Regions from separate parts of the Mus musculus genome. Here region 2 is linked to region 1. Evidence: chromatin contacts called from public Micro-C data. All regions are on one chromosome and are shown on one strand. Each heading gives the region's core, a stretch centred on a gene start, on an enhancer-like site or on the middle of the called end of the contact. The rest is flanking DNA. Distances are from core to core; before and after follow the strand shown.

Region 1 (7,798 bases), core at 1,938-4,437:
GAGTCCTGAGTTCTTAAGGTCAAAACTATTTTTAAAGAATGTAAGACAACCCCTGCCTTCTCATTATCTCTCTCTGATGTCCAGTAGAACTTTCTAGGCAGAGTATGTGTTGACTTCATAGCTCTGGAAGCTAAAGGGACATGCATGGGTGTATGCATGTTCTTTAAAAGCCTCTTCGGCTGGGTGTGGTGACACATCTGCAATCCTAGCATTTGAGAGGTTGAGGCAGGAAGATTGCAAATTTAAGGCCAGCCTGGACTGCCTAAGTACTACTGTCACCAAAATAATTTTTATAAAGTCCATTTTAGGGGTCAATCAGGATAGATCAGCAGGTAAAGGTGATTGCTGCCAAGCTGGACAATCTAATTTGGATCCTGGGACCCACATGGTAGAAGGAGAGAACTAACTCCCACAGGTTGTCCTGATCTCAGTATGTACACCATGATATGTATGCCCACACACACAATACATTTTTTTAAATGAAATTTAAAATTATTTTAAAAAAGTCTTTGCCAGGTGGTGATACACGCCTTTAATCCCAGCACTTAGGAGGGAGAGACAGGTAGATCTCTGAGTTTGAGGCCAACCTGATCTACAGAGTTAGTTCCAGGATAGCCAAGGCTTCACAGAGAATCCCTGTCTCAAAGGTAAAACAAAAGAAAACAAAGCAAAAGAACAACAAACAAACAAAAAAAACCAAAACAAACAAACAAACAAACAAAAACAAAAAACCCAACCCTAAAACAAAATAAAACTTTAAACCAGTTATAATGAGCCATGCCTGTAATCTCTACACTTGGGAGCTACAGGCAGGAAGATCAAGAGTTCAAGATCAGCCTTAGCTATATAACCAACTTGAGGCCAGTCTGGACTACATGAGACCTTTTCTTAAACAAAAGGGAAGTGTCATAAATTCTAAGTGTGTCATTTTAACAACAAGTGTCATGATGTAGACAGTGAAGATGGACACCAAGTTCTTTGAGGTCCTCCATGTTTCAGAAAGTAAAGGAGGTTTGAGATCAAAACCTTTCAGGATTGCCAAGGACATAACCACTATTTATATCCATGGGGTCAAAGCATAACAAGGCAGCATGAGGGTCCGCAGGGCAGATGCCTCAGGCTGAAGCAGCTGTGTGTCCTCTGCCTGCCTGTTTCTGGAATCCAGGAGAGTTTCTTTGGATGCTGTTCACAAAGGGTCTTCAAAATGAGTCAGGGAGAAGCAAGCATTAGCTTTGTCAACAGCCCTGAGTGGGTCCTCGGGACAGTCTGGCACTAGGAACCATCATATTGGGACACATTTTTTTGTTCTTTTAGCATTGAGCTGAATGAGCTGAGCAGCCTGTTTCTAAAACCTGAAGAAAGGTGAGTACACAGATCACACACCTCACATGCAAATGACAGTTTGAGTTTGTACCAATCACAGCAAACCTTGCATGCAAATGAGGATTCGTGTTTGCACCAATCACCATAAGCCTTACATACAAATAAACATTTGTATTTACACCAATTACAGCAAGCCTTACATGCAAATGATGGTTTGAGTTTGCACCAACCACAGCCTAACTCTTTTCGCTCTAATTAGAGCCAGGGAGGTTTGTGTTTAGGCCACTCACAGCCTTCCTTCTTGCCACCAATCACAGCAGTCCCTCTGCTAGACCACCAGAGGAAGTACTCCTTTCTGGTCTCTAGGAAGAAATGGCTTCAGAATTATTTAGAGTTCACCAAGATTTGTAATAACCAAAGTCTTATACTAAAACAGCCCTGACTAGGCTATACTTTCATGAGCTGTAGCAATCAGCTGCAATTGTGTAGTTTCCTCTAGGCATAAGAGTAATCTGGTTGACTATCTGATAGTCGTTTTGCTCAGAGAAACTAGGGAGGATCTAATAGCTGCTAATTAGGGAGTCAAATTGCTCTTCTCCCCCCTAGTGTCTTTGTTTATTTGCAGGAACATGAACATCAGAGGGGTGTGCTTACAGTAAGAACCTAGAGAATTTATAATTAACAATAATAGTGATTTTTAACAGTGCCCAGCACCATCCCAGCACTCGAGGGTTAGTGGGGTCTCCTCCTCTGTCTCAGGCTTCTCAGAACCATTGTAGCTGTCCACCTGGTGGCTAGGGAGTTGCCACAGTGTCATTGGCCCAACCATTTCAGTCTTATCCTGCCTTTGGCCAAAGGGAATCTGTGTTTGAGCATAGAACACCCAAGCAGGCTGGAAGGCCAGAGAGTGCAGGGAGAAGGTGAACCTTTTCTTCCAATGGCTCCAACACTTCCAGCCCATGGCAGGCAGTGACACTGATAGGGGACACCCAATCCTCAGGCCCTGCCTGGCCAGTGGGCCTAGTAATGTTCCTGATGGCCAAGGTATCAAGTCAGGCCCATTGGTGAAGAGTTGGCTCATCTTCAGCATCTTCAGTCTTTACTGCCCTGATGCCTTGATCACTGAGCTCTGGATTTTGTTTTTGTTCATTTCTTTGCTCACTATGTTGCACTGGCTTGCCAGGAGTTCCCTTTGTAGACCAGGCTGGCCTGGAACTCAGGCTCCTCTGCTTGAGTCTGGGTAATGCTTCCTAGTGGTGAGATGTTTGTCCCAGGTCTCAGGCCAACTCAACCTCAGAGCAGGAGCAGCTGTGGCTATGGACACACCACCACACCCTGCTTTCCCTGGCTGCCCAGGTCACACAGGAACTCCAGTGAGCTACAGCTCCTCCCACATTTTGCTCAGGGGAAAAAGCTTCCAGGCTGGGGAAAGACTTAGTCTGCTCCCACCCATGAGGCAGGCGCAGACGATGGCTGAGCAATTTTAGAGGGAGGGAGAGAAAGCATACAGAGCCCATTATGCAAAACCACAGGAAAGCTTTGAGGGCACCTCCAGGAACCTCTAGCCTAAAAGAAAATACAAAACACTCAGACACACAGACACAGACACACACAGACACACACAGACACACACACACACACTTCAAAGGATTTTAAAATGTGGCACCAAAAAAAGATAAAAGAAAAAAAAACCACACCCTTTGACCTATAAATTCCATCTCTGGGCACGTGGCCGAGGAGAGAATTAAGGACATGTGCCAAGGCTTAGCTTGAAGGAATGTCCCTGCAGAGCAGCCTGTAATAACAAAATGCTGGCAACAGTCTAGACTCCAGTGAGGGAGTGGTTACATCTGCTTTGGCTAGAAAGCACAATGGCATGCTATTCAGCTCTCAAAGGACTGGCAGGGCTGTTTACCCGGGAAGATAAGCATCATTTATTATTGAGCAAAAAAGAAAAGCAGCTTGCAGAGGGAGGAATGTGTAAAGATTGGCATATCAAGATATCATCTGCTAAAGCAGAGAGCTGGAAGTACCCTTAATGTCCAACAAGAGGGGATTCACTGTGAAGTGACACACAGGCTTTCAGGAGAGCCACAGGGGTTCAAGATACATTCTGATGAAGAAGAGACTCCAGACGGAGTGTAATGGAGAGGTATAACAGGCAGAGCCAAGCTTAGAGTGCATGTGTGTGTGTGTGTCCATCTGTCCTTATGTCCACATCTCTCTATATGCATAAAGAAATCTTGCAAGGATTCAGTGGGCGTGCTTATCTTGGGGGCAGGGTGGGAGCCAGGTGTGGAAAGGGATCCTTTCTACTACAGACCCATTATTCCAAGTTCTGTGTGTCCTCTCTTGCAAAGTCTACATTAAAAACAAAAGACCAGACAGCACAGGCATGCGCAGGAGAGCTCCATACAGAGGGGCCCATCCACAGGGCTGCTGAGCACCTGCTCATTTCCTCCACGCGTTTGTCAGAGCACCTGCATCTGTGAGAGTTCTCAGGGCCTCCTCTGTCTAAGGCCTGTGAGAGGCTAGGCTTAAAGGGCTGGGATACTGTGAGGGAGAGCTTGGCTGTGAGCAGGGCCCCCTGGGGGGGGGGAGGGATCTGCCTCTTTGTTCTTGCTGGCTGCCATGCTAATTTTCTGTTAGGCTACTGAGGCTACTGAGAATCACCCCTGTGACACCCTCCACCAGGAACAGAGTGATTAGGTGTCACAATGCTTCCTATTGAATAGAGACCCTCCCCCTGCCCCCCAGTGTGTCTCTAGGAGACCCATGACCTCTTGGCCTCTTCCCTGCCTGAGGAGACTGATGGGAGGGGAAGGGGCACAAAGGCAGGGGCTTGACAGTGCATGGGACCTGCCTGACTGGATGCCGCTCAAAGCAGGGCTCATGGCCAGACCCTGACTTTGGCCCTGTGTGCAGCAGCCCTCTTCCAGCCTGCTGCTCCCAATCTGCAGTTGCTCATTCATGCAGACATTTACTAAATACCTACTATGTGCCAGTCAGTGCTCTAGGCTCTGGTGGTGTATAGAATAGACAGGGCCCCTGTCCTCTGGGCTGTGTTCTACTAGAAATCACAGATAACAGGCAAATAAATAGCCTGGATGAGAAGGGGGGGGGGTGATGTAAAGAGGCTATTGTTAGCTGGGGAGGCAGTGGAGACTAAGGCCATAAAGGAGAGAAGATACAGGCAGAGTTGCTTCCCAACATACCCAGAATGCCAGTTTAGGCAAAACCAAATGTTAGGACTAAACTACGGAGTCCAGGAAGAGTTAGAGGAGGCTGGTCTTGTCTGTGTGTGCTGGGATAGTCCTCTTTGAAGGAGGACAGGTTACCTGCATTGACTCAGAGTGGAAAGGGAACTGCCAGTGTTATTCAGCACAGTAGTGGACATCCCCAGACTCCTGGCCATGGGTCTTCATGGCGTTTGCTGAAGGCTAGGGTGGCTGGACTCCCAGGATACTGTGGAGCAGGGAGGTGGGTCTACTCCCTGGGTGTGAGTCCTGACCTCCAGCTCTAGCTTCCCCTCCCTGTAACAGGGTGAGTCTCCTGTTCTTAGAGGTAGTCCAGTGAAGGTTGGACAGCCAGCCCAGAGGCTTCCCAGTGCAGTCTGGGGCATACTGCTGCACTGGGTACTCACAGCCCTCCCCAGCCAGAGGCCCTCTTCCTGTGACATAGCAGAGCTTATGTAACACCAGCTCCTGGGCAGGGTGTTGTCAGCAGTTCCAAGGAGACAATGCCCTAGCTCCCAGGGTGTAACTGTAGAGACACCCTGTGTCTGTAGGACCCGTCATTGTGTGCTGGGTCCGTCCTTGGTGGTGTTGGCAGCTCAGGAGGGTTGTTTCCACAATGCTGCAGGCACACCCGAGGGCACACTGCATTTCTGATGGTGACTAATGGTGCCTGCAGCCTGCAGATCTCTGGTTCACTCATCATTTGTAGAGACAGCCTTGTCCAGCTCAGGGCCATTTGGGCTTTTTTTTTTCGTTCCCCTGCAGACCTTCTGCTCCGAGTCTCCACTGTTTTTCTCCTGTGAGGCTGTTCTCTGTGCTGACCTCTCATTCGGCTTGTGAAGGGCTGCAATTTCCCATTTGTCATGTGACTTTGTTTTTCCTTTGCTTTAAGTGTACTTTAAATCTGAAGCCCGTTCCTGGGCTGTCCTCTTCCAAGCCCGGCAGAACCTTCTCCAGGTTCTGAAAGGAAGCTGCAGAAGATGGGAGGCTTAGTGGGAATCCAGCATGGTTGGAGACTTGGGGTGCCTGCATTCTGCTTGTCCCACCACAGTGGCTGGCACACCAGTGGGGACCCCAGGCCTTGCCCTTCAGTACCAGATAGAGGTTCTGAGGTCCAGAATCTCTGGCTGCATAGACAGCACCACACACCTTAGGAAACATAACCCAGAGATGGCAATGTGGTCTCAGGACGCAATGCAGTGTGAGGACAGCAGGGGGTGCTGTGGCTCCAGGCTCTAAGGAGACAGGCAAAGGAAGAGAGGAAGAGGGGATGGGGAGGCAGGAAGAAGAGAGAGGGAGGGCAGGGAGTGGGAGGCCCTTGCTCCCTCCCCACCCTCCAAGCCATCTCCTAGGACAGACCTGGGACCTGGCTACACTCAGCTGCTCAGCCCAGACACCGTGGGGATATATTGTGGAGCTGTATCCCCATTGTCTCATGGTGTCCTCCTGCCCAAGCTCCCTGCCTAGATCCCAGTCTACCTCACCCTGTCTCTCCTCCTATACCCTTCCTGGAACCCCAGTTCATGTCTCCTCTCTGGTCCCTGTCCCACCCTCTCATCCCAGCTGTGGTCTAGCCTGTGCTGTATACTACTGGTGCACCCCTCCCTTCCAGATTGCTCCTCCCCTCCTAGCCTGGGTCCTCTTCTCCTGCTGCATCTTGTAGCCTGAATGGATGGGCTAGGAGCCACTGCTGCATCCTCTCTTCCAACCTTTTGGCTGCCTATCACCTTGAGCTAGAACCTGGCACCACTCCACTACCTTTTCCCGGTCTCAGCTTGGCTGCACACCCAGGAAGGTGGACATTGAAGACATTGCCAAGAGCCTAGCCTTTCCCAGGAATTCATCTTTAGGATGAAGACTTGGAGCCTCAGAGAGGTCAGCCATTCACCCAAAAATCACACAGCGGAATGGATATGCTCCGGGGTTTAGGAAAGGTGTTTTACTTTATGTCATATAAGTTGCCTGGTGTGTCTGGTTGGGCTATCTATCCTGAGCCTCACTGTGCCTCAGGTTCACCTTGGACTGTGAATGGACTACCCATGGACTCTGGCTGTGGAGGCCTTTGAATTTAATTGTATTCTAAAGGGTTTTGTTCCTAGGTCTGTAGGCAGGGATGTGAGGAGATGGTCTTGGAACCAGGGGTGGGAGGCTTCCCAGTTTCCTGGGCCCCTTGTCAGCTGAGAGAGGGGCTCTTGGACATGCCAGTCTGGCAAGCTGAGAGGCTGGACCCAGGAGAGGGATAAGGCCTGGCACGATGCCTGGCCACCTCTGCCAGACAGCGTGAGAGACACTGGAAAGTGACTCATCTGCATAAAGTTTTATTTCGTTTGACTTTGGTTTATTCAGCAGTCGTATTTTGTAGCTCATGCTGGATTTGAACTTTCCATCCTGCCTAAACCTCCTATGGCCAGCTCTGTCTTCCCGTTTGTGAGAGCTGGCAACAGATTCAGATTTTTCCAAACTTTCAGGTAGAAGAAAATGGGTCTCTGGGCTGGGTCCAACCAGGTTGAACAGTATGGTCCAGTCAGTTCCTGGTCCCTAGGTTCCCAGTCCAGCACTGAACACACTGATGGTCATTAAAGCCCTGCCCAGCAGGGGAGCAATTTACCTGTGATACACCTTTCCTAGGCCTGGTGCCTGGGGCTCAGGACCTAGAGAACCTATTCACAGGCACCTGCTGGTAGTATCCTGTCTTCCCTCCTCCAGGCTATGCCCACCAACACAAACAAAGCAGTTAACCCCCTAAGCATAAGCTGGTTCTTGGCCTTGCTCTACAGTCCCCTGTCCCTTCCCTTGGAGGTCTGCTGGTCCCATCTTACCTGCCAGGTCTTAGTTTAAATTTCACCCCAGGATGCTTCTACGCCACCAATCAATCCTGTTTAACTTTCTGTCCTAGGGGATTTGGGGTCTGCTCTTTGTGCAAGCACGGTGGGCCAGCTGGCTCATCTGTGCAATACTGTCTCCCCATTAACTGCAACAGCCCCCAGCATCCTCACACACATGGTAAACTCTCAGTGAATGGACGGACAAATGGATGGACCAATGGATAGGGTAGGGGCTGCCTTTCCTCAGCCCCTTCCCTGGAGACCCAATTAGTGGATCATTGAAGCAGCCGGCTAGCGCACCCACAGACAGCAGTGCCCCATCTGGAAGCTTTGTTTAAAGACAGTGAAATCAGCTGCTTGGCTGGGCTACTGCCGAGGATACAGTCCTCCGAGGGCTACTGGCTCCTTGTGCCT
Region 2 (7,495 bases), core at 49-2,548, 140 kb after region 1:
TGTCAGAAGGAAGGGACTAGGGCAGGAGACACCTTTCAAAGACTTGCCGCCCCATGACTTCCTCCCACCAGGCCCCAATGCCTCATTTTCACCATCTTTCAACAATGCTGTCAAATCACGAATCTACCTACAGATGGACCTACTGATGAGAGACAGCAGAGCCCCAGGCAGTCTCCTTTCTAGAGCCCCTCAGCTGCAACACCCGAGCCCAGGTGAGACCTATCTATTTAAACTATGGCAGATGCCATGTGTTTGTTGATTGCCTATTTGAGCACCAAAGGACATGGAGGTCATCAGGTTTATAGAAATATATTTTATTTCTTTATGTGTATGCATGTCTTGTGCATATGTGCGTGTATGTGTGTCCAGTTGTCCATGTAGCCAGAAGAGCTGCCCCGAGTGGGTGCTAGGAACAAAGCTCCCATCCTCTGGAAGAGCAGCAAGCACTCTTAACTGCTGAAGTCGTTCTGCAGCTCTGAGGGTCTGCAGCTCTGAGGGGCCGTTTTTCGTTTTCTGTTCCATCTCTGACACCTGGAAGGTCCACAGGGTGCATAGTCTTCAGACAATATGTATAGAATATATGTATAGAATATGTATAGAACAGTCTTCTGAGTCACATGATAAGTGGAGTCTGACTGGGATCATCCATAACACTGTATGAATGCACGCAGGGTAGGGGGAGAGGAGGAGCGAGAGCAGGGCCAGAGCTCGCACACGCGTCCAGTTAATTGTATCTGAGGTGAACCAAGAGCAGGCTCTGATTTCTACCCAGGGCCTAATCAAAGCCTGCCGTTCTTAATCCCATTGTCTGTCCCTCAGGCCAACCCCCACTCAGAGCCAGTGCCCCACAGGCCGGGGCAAAAGGAATGAGGTTTATACCAGGGGCTTCATCCCGAAGCCGATGCCCAGCACTCTGATGGATGCTGTGGATATTTTCTTTTTCTTGGCTATTTCTGTTCTCACCTTTTCTTTCAGCAATTCACATTTTAAGTAGTAATCTGGCCAAGAAGTTATAAAAAGAAACCGGGCAGAGACCGCAGTCCTGGGGCTGGCAGAAACAGCCGGGCTCTTCACTGGCTGGGAATTGTACGTTTGCCATGCAACTTTCCATCCCTACCGCGTTCGCAGGTGAATATCTACCCTCTGAGCTCAGACAGAGACGCAGTGTGTGTCTCTGAGGGTGGCTCTCCTGCTCTTGGGTGTCTGAGACTGCTTTGTGGGTAGCTTTGGGTCAGGCTGCCTGAGAGGAAGCAGCTCACAGCCTGTCCCAGCTAATGGGAAGATCCCCAGATGAGTCAGCCATCGTGCTGGCTGGCCACAGACAAGGCTGGGAGCCTGGCTGAGCTCAGTGGGCCCTCCCCAAACCACTAGCCTTTCCAAGCTGACCCCAAATGTGGGAGGCAAAAGTGACTGGAGTGTGAGGCAACAGACGTAGAGGCTGACTGTGTGGTTGAGGGTGGCTTTGAACTTTCTATCCTCCTGCCTCTGCCCGCCAAGTGCTGGGGTTGCAGGCATAAACCACCATGCTGCGGAAACTGCTTTCCCACCCCATCTGCTCTCTTTTAAGTCAGCCAAGGATTGGGGATAAGCCAAGCTGGCCTTGACCAATCCTGTACCATAGAGCACTGTGGGGCAGTTACTCTCAGAAAGGTGATACACGGTGCTCAACGCTGCAGAGAACCTTCTCTATTCAGGTAGGACTGATGTTCTGGTGTTTGTAGAGTTACTGCATCCTCACAGAGTAGAGCATCCAGCCAGTCCAGGCTGACAGACATATGTATGGCTCCAAGGAGCACTACAGCACTGCCTTTCCCGAGCCCTTGTCTGGGAGAACTGTTGGACTCAGAGCTTCTCCCCCCAGTCTGTGATAACAACAAGCAAAATCTTGCCAGTTTCAAGTGGAATACATCCGTATCACAAGGCTGGCCTCATTTGCATTTTCTGAGCATCTTTGAGATGTCTGTTGACCTATTTGTATCCTTTGGCCCTATTCCCATCTGGTTCTCTTTTCTTATTGACAAAGTCTGTTGTATAGTTTCTCCAGGCTGCTGGACCGACTTCTCTGATCATGGGATGCTGCATGCTGGAGGTTTTTACCATCAGTTCACAGGATGGCTTTGTGCCAGTCTCCATACATCAGAACCCATGTAGGGCTTTGATAGGCAGCTTCTCTTTCTCTACCGAGAGGTGGGTCCTACATACAGGCTCATGTAAGAAAAGTACTAAATATTGCTGTCATTTGAACCTTAAGTGTCACCTAAAGGCCCAGCTTGGCACCATTAAAGGGTGGAAGAACCTTAGAGAAGAATGTCCTAGTTGGAGATTGTTAGGTAGTTGGGATGGAGAGGGATTGTGGGATACCAGCCTCTTTGCCTTGTTTTATTTCCTCCTCATGGTACTCACCTCACAGTCCCACCGTGACAGGCCACCTCAGACCATGGAGCACCCTAGCCGTCTGAGAATGGCCCGGAGCTTCCAAAGCTGAACCTGCACGAACCTTCTCCCTTTATAAGTCAATCGCCTCAGGAGTGAGCTACAATCCTGGTGAGCTGGCAACAGTCTTTACAGGGACACACTTGTGAACGGGCGCTGACTCTGGGAGATAGTTCCAGGGCCACTGCGGCACTTGTCTGTTCCGGAAGTGGGGAGATTGGATGTGACACCCACAAAAACCAGCCTGGGGATCCCCACTGGTCCTCATGCTGTGAAGAGAAGGCCAAGAAAGGGGTAGCACAGCATTTGAAGGCCCGATCTGAGGCGGGAACTCTGAGCTCTGGAGCTTGGGTAGGTTGGGGAAGGAGGACTCTGGTTTAGCCTGCACTGCCCTCATCAGCCAGATATTCCCAAGGAGGGGAGGGGAGCCTGGGCAGAGGCTGCTGAATACAGCACCTAGAAGGCTCGGTTCTCCTGGCAACAGGGACTGAGGGCATCGGCCCCTGGGGAAATGCTTTTGAGTCTGCACGCTCCAGTGGCCCCATCTCATTCAGAACAGAGCCCATGTTAGAGCAGCTGTCAGGCACCTGATGTATCCACTGGGGCCTCCCTGGCCGGCTCTGCTGGCTCCTCTTCTTCCGTATGCTTAGCCTGCCCAACCTTACCTTCTGAATGAAGGGAACAGTCTCCTGCCTGGGACTCCACTGCAATGTCCCCACAGCCAATGCCTGACCTCATCTCGGTACTCTTCTGCCTTCTTGTTGAAGCATTACCTTCTTAGGAGACATTGCATCCCCTGACTCTGAGACTTCTCCCTGACTGCTGCTTGGCCCACTGTCACATCTTACTCATTTTCTGCTTCTGTTTTTGACACAGAATCTTCCTGAGTATCCCTGGATAGCATGAAACAGTGCCACTGTGCAGCTCAGGCTGGCCTCAAACTCACAGTGATCCTCCTGCCTCAGCTTCCTGAACAGTGGGATTAAAGGTGAGAGCCACCATGTCCAGCATTTAGATTATTTCTCCCCAGGGGAATAACAAAGAACTAGAGTGGGCGGGCAGCTCCTCTTTGTCACCTTTGCATGGTGGGAGTGACACCATGGAGGTCCTCATGATAGCCCATAGTGCTCCTGGAAGGAAGGGGATGGATGGATAGGTGGAAGTGTCAGCAGGCAGAGGACTGACAGACAGATGGAGACACTTATACCTACTTGCTGCCTTAGTCTCCCAGTGCTGGTCAGGCGTCTGGGGTGTGTGCTCGGCATGTTTGAAGCCTGGGGTTCTGTCTCTGGCACACGTACAAAACAAGAAAAAAAGGCAAGTAAGAAGAAACACAGTCTCTCCATGAGGCAGCCAAGGGTAAACCCTGTGCCCTCATTGGCAGATCTGCAGTAGGAGCTCAGACAAGCGTCAGACCTGGACACATGGCTTAGTGACACACTAGTGCCAGTTTCCCCCAAGCTGAAGGTAAAATCCCAAGGTAGGGGCTGGAAAGGGTTTAGCAGTTGAAAGCGCGGACAGCTTTTGTAGAGGATCAGGGTTTGGTTGCCAGCATCCATATGGCAGCTCACGGTCATCTGTAACTTCAGCTCTAAGGGATCCAATGCCCCCTTCTGGCCTCCACAGGCACTGCATACATGTGGTTGTATAAACAAACAGGCAAAACACATATACACATAAAACAATAATAACAAGATGAAAACATTCTTTTAAAACCCTGGAGATAACCCTGGTGTATCCATGTGGGTGTGGTCAGGGCTGGGACCTCACCCCCACACACGTACTGCTAATACTTGGGTATCAAACTTTCAGCATACGAGGTTAGACAGTAAGGAGACCCACAGCAAGGCTCATCAGTCAATGGGGTCTCACCTTCCCCTACCTTTTGCCAGTTATGCAATCACACGGATGTTTGGTGGTGCGCATGCTGCGGGTGTGACTACTACCATCTGCAGCTGCTCTACTTTATATAAAGGAGCTTACTGTGGGTGAACTGGCTGACAGCCCAAGGAGCAGACCCGAGATCCCCCCTGAGAAAGACAGTGACCTGTGACAGCAGCTTCAGCGGCGACCGGTGTGTCTCCAGCTTGCATTGTGCCTCAGGTTCTAACAAAGCAAAGGAAGGATGAGTACCAAAGTCCAGCTTGGTGAGTCAGTGCTGGCTGCCAGAAGCATCATTGACTCAAAGCATCTGTACTGCCAGAGACTCCTCTGGGTGACTCGCATCTCTGTCATGGAGGAGTTCCACTCACCGCATGGGTGACTCATGAAAAGCTGTCCCACTAGGGAGTCCCCAGAGAAACTTACAGGCAGTAGCACTACTCAAGAGTCCCAACCCCCACTCAACCTCCCCACTCTCTGTATAACCCACAATTCCCAACTTCCAGTCAACCTTCACACTCTCCATATAGCTCAAGTCACAACCCCAAGTCTACCTACACACTCTCTATATAACTCGAGAATTCTCTACCTGGTGAATTGTTTGGCTTTTCTATAATCTGAGAGAGAGAGAGAGAGAGAGAGAGAGAGAGAGAGAGAGAGAGAGAGAGAGGTGTGTAGCTTTATGTGGGTGATCACAGCTGCTTTGATTCAAGATGTGTGGGTCCCCCTCCTGCAGGTTGAATGTGACCATTAGTATCTTTCTAGGACCCACTTGGCCAGCCCATGGTTTTAGCTAGCCCATGGTTTTAGCTAGCCCATGGTTTTGAGGATAAATGCAAAAGAGACTTTGCTGTGCAGGATACTGCTATCTCATACACTGGTGTCTCTGACACAGTCTGTGGAGACAGGTAGACCGAACATTATTGGCCAAGGACTCAACCTGACAGCACAGCCTTGGCTGGCATAGAAACTTTGTGGCTCTCTCATAGCCACTCAGAGCCCTGGAGCAAAGTGTCCTTGAGATATACACCCTGCAAGTGTGGGGTAGAGGTAGGCTGTGGCTTATTTTTCTCATTTATCCAAGAAGCTATTTTTGCTCATTAAAACCTAGTTACTTGCTGTCTCTAGCCAGGATCCTGGAGTGCTCGCTTGGTTAATTTAAGCAAGCAGAGATTTGACGGAGTAATTTCATTGTCCTTGGGGATTGGCCGGCTGATGCCAAGCCTCACTCTTCCCGTTGGAATGGAGTTAATTTTCGCTGAAATTGCTTCTTAGCAGACAAACACATTCCCCATCATTGAAGGCTTATGTTTCTGCTGCTCTATTATTCCTTAATTTACACACCCAGGCAGTGCAGAATCCATACTCAACAGAAGAGACAGCCCCCTCCCAGTACCGCTGGGTGCAGGGCAGTGAAGGAGCACCAGGCACTCACTCTGCCCCAAGGACCCAGGTAGTGACACTAGTGCTGAGGCGGATTGTCTGACAACTCTACATACTCAAAACTTCCCCTATGCCCTGCTGGGAGCAAAATGCAGCAAGGGGGGGGGGGGCTGAGAGGGAAGAGGAGGATCAACGTGGGTGGAGGGAAGGAGAAAGAGAAGGAAGAAGTGAAGAGAAGGAGAAGGTGGGAGTAGTTGCCTGCCTCTCAAAGACTCGGTTATCTGTGGAGAAGAGGCTAAGGAATGACCCCGGTTAGCATTAACTCCTGCTTTGTCTCTGGTCTGGCTTTATGATGGGACATAAAATATAGAAAGGACTTCCTAAAAAAGGAAGACAAAGACAATTGTCTTTGGAAAGAACCTGCCACTCAAAGAACTTCTGAGTCCCCAGTGAAATTAGCAGGAGTGGGCAGGGTGGAATGGACAGGCTGGCAGGCTAGTGGGGCACAGTGTACTTCAGCGAAGTGTTCAGATAAAGAGCATCATCCAAGACTGGAATCAAAGCCATGGTGATTAAACTAATGTCAGGGTCACTATCAAATGGCTTGGAAGGGCAGTTCATAGTTGAAGGAAGGACAGTGTCTTCTGGTCAGCACCACGGACAGCTCCAAGGGCCATGGTGCTGAGGGTGTCCTCAGGCCATGGCTATAAATAGTGGAAGACCAGAAACGACCAATCACTGGCTTTAATACTGGCTTAGCTGGAAACAGAGATGGAGGGGTTAGAGAGAGGGGGGCATGACAGGGATTGGGGGAGGCATGGGCCATGGGAGTTCAGAGTTGAAGACCAGAAAAGACCATCCATTGATGCTGCCTTCTTGGAAGTCATAACTGAAGCTTTGCTAGCTGCTAATAAAGAACCTTGGAAAAAAAGATCCCATTGACACAGATGCTTTGAGAAGACAGCAATAAGCTAGCCATTACATCCTGTTACGTGGATTAGGAGGACGTTGGAGAATATTTGCATACCAATTACCATAAAATTGAAGTTCAATCTATACTGATTTTGTGTCTTGCCTTTGGAAAGTTGAGTTTCTGTCTACATCTGTTTGCTCAGAAGATTCACTCTCCAGTAATGCCGCAGATTTTGTTGTAACAGTTTCAAAGTGTCAACGCATACAATTGAGAGTGAAAACGTTGATTAGGCGAAGATGAACTGCTATGCTGTACATAGTCAGAACGTGATCCCTGCAAGGATGTTTACCTTGATGATAATTAACCCACCGTTTGCCTCAGGGATCCAGCTAGCTGCAGTTAGCTCAAGCTGTTACAGACACGGATGCATTCTTTAATATTGGGGATACAGTAAGGTGCACATATCCATGCAAAGCACTATGCACAACTAACTGACCCAAGCAGGCAATTCACTCCTAGAGAAGCCAGATTGGCTGCAGTGATCCAACCCCTGCAGAACACCATCACTCACTGCGGTGGAACTGTGTCTTTGTGGCTGCTACCTGACATTCCGGTGTTTGCTTTATGGCTTAGCTAGGTTTTCAGCACATCAGCAAGACTCAGTGTGACACTTCTTAGCCCTTTCATGCTGCTATAACAAAATACCTTAGGCAGGGTGACTTATGAGCAGCTAAATATTCAGGTTTCTTTCTTCTGGAGCCTGGGAAGATTGTGAGGAAGGAAGCAGCAGGCAGGTGTCTAGTGAGACCTGATCCCCATCCACATATCGTCACGTAGCAGAGGGACAAACAGCTTTCTTGGGCTGCACTCTCTCTTTTAAAAAAT

The links. A called contact is a pair of places that touch in the nucleus more often than the background predicts.
Region 2: a contact with region 1 is called in a Micro-C map of embryonic fibroblasts, with 5 times the contacts expected there. The contact joins two enhancer-like sites. A contact is called at or near these places in 1 of 15 datasets of contacts at CTCF or cohesin (the NIH/3T3 cell line), 14 of 484 Hi-C or Micro-C datasets (the C2C12 cell line, the HL-1 cell line, adipose-derived mesenchymal stem cells and 7 more), 1 of 115 datasets of contacts at active chromatin or transcription factors (pancreatic cancer cells) and 2 of 9 other capture datasets (embryonic stem cells and pancreatic islet).

The regions. Positions count from the first base shown.
Region 1 is chr6:88,921,969-88,929,766 of GRCm38.p6, forward strand. No RefSeq gene overlaps it. Among named protein-coding and RNA genes, the nearest start is that of Gm36268, 8.8 kb to the left of the region's middle. Within about 2 kb of position 3,188, at least 227 of the 459 cell types and tissues checked have an H3K27ac peak or open chromatin away from gene starts, as enhancers often do. A contact at or near this core is called in the C2C12 cell line, the HL-1 cell line, the NIH/3T3 cell line and 3 more, where this site is marked.
Region 2 is chr6:89,063,818-89,071,312 of GRCm38.p6, forward strand. No RefSeq gene overlaps it. Among named protein-coding and RNA genes, the nearest start is that of 4933427D06Rik, 29 kb to the right of the region's middle. Within about 2 kb of position 1,299, at least 42 of the 459 cell types and tissues checked have an H3K27ac peak or open chromatin away from gene starts, as enhancers often do. A contact at or near this core is called in the C2C12 cell line, the HL-1 cell line, the NIH/3T3 cell line and 3 more, where this site is marked.